2 separate regions of the Gossypium hirsutum genome follow, and region 2 is linked to region 1. Evidence: chromatin contacts called from public Hi-C data. All regions are on one chromosome and are shown on one strand. The core of a region is the stretch at or near the end of the contact, and the rest is flanking DNA. Distances in the headings are between cores, read along the strand shown. Region 1 has its middle 8.4 kb from the start of LOC107901275. Region 2 has its middle 58 kb from the start of LOC107901275.

What was found. A called contact is a pair of places that touch in the nucleus more often than the background predicts.
Region 2: a contact with region 1 is called in a Hi-C map of leaf, with 2.0 times the contacts expected there. The contact joins two enhancer-like sites. A contact is called at or near these places in 9 of 34 Hi-C or Micro-C datasets (callus, cotyledon, hypocotyl and 1 more).

The regions. Positions count from the first base shown.
Region 1 is chrD06:11,690,900-11,693,599 of Gossypium_hirsutum_v2.1, reverse strand. No RefSeq gene overlaps it. Among protein-coding and RNA genes, the nearest start is that of LOC107901275, 8.4 kb to the right of the region's middle. Within about 2 kb of position 1,254, at least 4 of the 9 cell types and tissues checked have an H3K27ac peak or open chromatin away from gene starts, as enhancers often do. A contact at or near this core is called in leaf, where this site is marked.
Region 2 is chrD06:11,740,166-11,742,865 of Gossypium_hirsutum_v2.1, reverse strand. No RefSeq gene overlaps it. Among protein-coding and RNA genes, the nearest start is that of LOC107901275, 58 kb to the right of the region's middle. Within about 2 kb of position 1,420, at least 7 of the 9 cell types and tissues checked have an H3K27ac peak or open chromatin away from gene starts, as enhancers often do. A contact at or near this core is called in leaf, where this site is marked.

The sequences.
Region 1 (2,700 bases), core at 5-2,504:
TATCTAATTAATGGATTATTATATTGCTAAGGCAAACTACTAATTTTGTTATTTAATCAAGTGATAAAGCATGTGCGGACGCGAAGTCAAAAAAATATTTTCAGGGCACTGAAACTAAGTTGTATATTTTTATATTAGTAAAAATGTAATTTCACAATTTTGATAGCACATCACTTTACAACTTTTAAAAGATTAAATCAAATTTTTATCATTTTAAGAGTCAAAATGTAATTTTACCATTACTAATTTAAAATTTTATGAATTATAAAGGGGATAAAAGGGAAATTCCATTTTTTTAAGGGGGTTGGTTGGCAGGGGCCTAGTTCTGCTCCTGAGCATATGCTCAAGAATCCAATTCCTTGTGGAGGGCGAAGTTAAAATTTTGGGTAAACTACGTCATTAGTTAGTAAAGTATGGGTAAGTTTTTCGTTTTGGTCATTTAACTAAAAAAGTCACAATTTGGTCACTGAACTATTCAAAAGTTTTTATTTAAGTCATTGGGCTGTTAAAATCAATGTTGTATAGCTTTCTTTGCTTACATTGCTTTCACCAATCAAAAGCTCTCTTTCTCTTTTTATTCTGTAGTTCAATTTTTTCAATGAAACAACTTTGGACGTCACGAATCTACGAACCAAAATTCAAATAGTTTTTTCTCCGATCTTCGACATTGACCACCAAAAGGACTTGGATCTAAGGTATGTTCTACCACTCGTTGACGGGTACTGACCCACCATACCGGTAGTCGAATCGTCGCTTGGAGCTCGCTAACGAAACTTTTTTTTAAAAGAAAAAACTTAACAACTGAGTGACTTAAATAAAAATAATTGAATAGTTTAATGAATTAAACGAAAACTTTCAAATAGTTATATGAGCTGTTACGTTCTCACAATATAAGGAATAAAAATACTAATATAACAGTAATTTTGGGAAGAAAATGGACTGGTATTTGATGGAATTATAACGAATTACAAGGAAAAATTGCAGAAAAGAGATGAGAGAAGAAAGTTACAGATTTATGGGATGAGAAAAGAACATAAAACATATTGCTGCAATCATGACATTTTCAGGTATTTTTTCCTCCTTAAAACAAGGATAGCTACATGAGAGAAGTGTGAACCGTTATTTCCTTCCACGTGCAACCAGCTGAGGTGTCACTTGACAAAATCCTTCAGCCATTTGGGAGCCATTCTGGGCCGAGTGCTCCCTCTAGTAGCTTGTGTAGTGGCTATTCCAGTAGCCTTCTACTGGCTTGGTGGGTCGTTCACAACATTACCCCCCACATCGAGACATACATTGTCCTCAAGGTTGAGATCAGGAAATAACTTCACATGTGAGCCTTATCTTCCCAAGTTGCTTCATCAGTAGATGATCCGTCCTATTATACCAGCCATTGCTCAATCAATGAATTAGCCCGCTGAATAGACCTCTTCTCTAGTATAGCAGTTGGTTGCAATATAAGGGCAGAAGTAGAATCAGTGAGGTGGAGGGGTGTTACCTGTTGATCTGGCTGGCCGAGGCATTTCTTGAGCAAGGAAACATGAAATACAGGATGGATATGCACGGATTCCAGCAGCTCCAATTTGTAAGCAACCTCACCAACACGGCCAATTACCTTATAAGGACCAAAATAACGTCTACTCAGCTTGTGGTGGCGTTGCAAACGAAAAGAATGTTGGCGAAATGGTTGGAGCTTGACATAGACCCAATCTCCCTTGACAAAAGTCACCTCACGACGGCTCCTATCAGCTAGCAACTTCATCCGATTTTGTGCTTACCGTAAATTCTCCTTTAGCACCCAAAGAACTTGATCACGTTCCACGAGCTGAGCTTCCACCAAAGCATTACCAGAAGTATCTCGCACATAACGAGCAACAGTAGGAGGAGGACGACCATATAAAACCTCAAAGGGTGTCATTTTGGTAACCGTTTGATAAGCTGTATTATACCAAAATTCAGCCCATGGCAACATTTTTGTCCAAGTCGAGGGGTGATCCGAAGTATAGCATCGAAGATACATTTCAACGCATTTATTCAATGCCTCAGTTTGGCCGTCAGATTGTGGATGGTACGCAGTGCTCATACTCAGAGTTGTACCCTGCAAACGATGGATTTCTTTCCAAAAGTCACTGAGAAATCGAGGATCGCGGTCCGAAACAATCTCCACTGGTACACCATGGAAACGAATAATCTCCTGAACAAAAATAGCAGCCACTGAAATGCTAGTAAAATTAGTGGGCAATCCGATGAAATGGCCATATTTGGATAATCTATCAATGACAACGAAGATAACAGTTTTGCCTTTGGAAGAAGGTAATGCTGTGATAAAATCCATAGAGATGCTCTCAAAAACTAAATTAGGAATCGGTAATGGCTGCAGCAAACCATTAGGACTCAAGGATGAGGCTTTCATTTGCTGACAAATTTGGCACTCTTTGACATATTGCTTAACATCCCGACGCATAGAAGTCCAAAAGAAATTTGAGGAAAGACGATGAAAGGTACGTGTAATTCCCGAATGGCCACCGATGGGAGATGCGTGAAACTCATGAATAAGCTGTAAACGGATAGGAGAATCAGCTGGAATCATTAGGCGACCCCGAAATAATAACAGCCCCTCATGGAAACTAAAGTCGGGAAATTGTGCTGGGTCAGCGCACACTCGTTGCTGCATACCCAAAAGTTCAGGTTGTTGTAAATTGG
Region 2 (2,700 bases), core at 171-2,670, 49 kb before region 1:
TATCATATTAATCAAAATTATTTTATTTTGAGATAAATATTAAAACTATTTGTAAACTTCGACCTGATTGTAATGTTATACAATAATTTTGATTTATATAATATATATTAATAGGTAAATATATATATTTTACATATTATTTTGTGTGAATCTAATAATGATGATGAGTATGAGATAGTGCAGTTATCAACTTTTAGAAAGCAAAATTCGAAGTAATTAGAAAGCAATTAAAAAGGAGAAATGGCGCTTTCATTGCATTTTGAGTTTAATCATAGATATCTACTAATCATGAATCAATTTCCACGTGTTAGTGCTTCTGTGCTCTCAAAATATGGATTTTCTAAATTACTTTTATAGTATGTTTAAATAAAAAAATTTAACATTTTTAAAATATTAATGTATTAGTATTTATAGTTCTTTTGTTTGGATAATTAATTAATTTTAAAAAATTATGTTATTGAAATTTTACAAATTACAAACTAATTATAAAAGAAAAAAATATTCAATACGAATATTATCATATTTTTAAAAAATTATAAATATTTTAATAAAATAAAAAAATAATATATATTAGAATTGAATAAAATTACTTTTTGAAAATATTTTGACCATGTGCGTTAAATTAAATAAGGTTATGATAAATTTTGAAAATTTTAGGTGAAATTTAAAAAGAAAAATTGAGCTCTTGAAATTACTCATAAATTTAAAATTCTCTAATATATTTAAATTAATTTTTGTAATTATAGATAATTTAAATATAAAATTACTTTTTAAATTTAAGATGTTATTGTATTTTTGTCACATTTAATGATTGTTTTACAAAATTGAGAAATCAGTAATGAAGTAGAGTGCACATAAACAACTCCAATTAGAGAAATTCAGGCGTAGCGGGAGATGTCCCTAAATTCTCAAATTTTTATTTTTTTATATAATACTTAAAATTACTTATAGCCCCTCCCAAAACATAAATAGGAGGATATTATATTTCATATATGGACAATAATACCAATACTCAATCCATCGTTACTCAAAATTCTTAAGTAAAAAGAAAACAAAAAGCAGGTAATTATTGATTTTTAGTCAAACTTAAGGTTCTAAAACAGGACCTACTACTACTATTACTACATTATTTTGCTCTAAAAAAAGACATGAATGATTGAAGAAAATTCAAAGAAGCAACTTTCCATTAAAAGCCCAATTTTGTTCTGCAGCTTTTAGACCCCAGATAATGAATACCCAGAACGAGTCGTCCAGACAAGACAGCCGCAGATCTTGAAAATACAAAAAAGCAAACCATATGGGACACTTTCGGGACACCGCCGGCAGCACAGTGAACGGAGGAGGGTGATGGGTTCAGTAGAATTTGCACGTGCGGTGACCAAGGTTGTGCCGACAGTCATGTTTAATTGGTCAGTTGTTTGATTCTTTCAGCGCCCCACACCGCTCTTCTCAACTCTGCCTTTTGCAGGATATTCGAGTCATTGTAGACAGTGACAGCGTAACTGTCGTTCACAGCCTCAAAAAGCGGTTCCTCCGCCTCTCCTTGTTGCTTCATCCTGTCCCATGTGCTCTTCTGTAAACACACTACAAAGTAATTTGTTTTATACACTGCTTTTGTTTAATGATAATGTTTCCAATTAATTGAGTGTTGTAGTGGCAAACCAAAATTCTTATTTAATATTTGAAATTTTTTATTAAATGTCTCAAAATTTTTAAAATTTAATTACCTCCATAAATCTTAATACGAACTTGGATTGTAGAGTCGGTAACTTGTCTTGGGTTTCAAACCTCGATTACCAACTGTATGTTACTTACAAATAATGGCTGTAATGTGATTTATAAGATTAAAATTTCTTATTAGGTCCCTATACTTTCACAATACTTGAGATTTAATCTTTGTATTTAAAAAGTTAAAAATTGACTTCTTTTAACTTTTTTATTTAAAAATCTCAGTTTAGTAATTAAAATTGTAAGTTTTTTTTATTTATCAAAATTTGTTAATTTAGATTTTTATTAGGCTAAGGCATATGATTGGCATAAAATAAACATGTTAATTTAATAAATTTTTATAGAAATTACCAACAACGATAATGATTGGACTAATATTTTATAACTGAAAACGTAAGAGGGTTGAATTTTTAACTTTTAAAATACATAGACCAAATCTCAAATTCTATACAAGTACAAGGACAACAACACATTTTAACAATTTTATAATTTCAATTTTTTCTCATAATTAAAATCATTAATAACTTCATTAGTTTGCTGATAAAATCTAAATTTATGCACAATGAATATGATAATTTTTTATTCGCTTAACTTTTAAATTGGTACTTAAATTATGTCATTTTTTTACATCTTGGTACTTTCTTTTTTATCATAAATGGTATCTAAACTACTTTCCCCCCAAATTGGTACCTCCATTAGTCAAATAGTTAAGTTTATTTTAAGAAATATTTTAACCCACAAATTAATACTTAAACTATGTTGTTTTCTCATTTTGGTACCTAAATATTTTTTGTCATAAGTGATACCGAAACTAATTTTTTTCCTCAAGTTAGCATCTTTGTTAGTTAAATCATTATTCAAATTGTTAAGTTTATTAAAAAAGATAATCAATTAAAAATAGCCATGTAGTAAAAAAACAAAAAAAAATTTCTTTATATATATCTATTTAAAAATTATTAAAAATAAAAATTT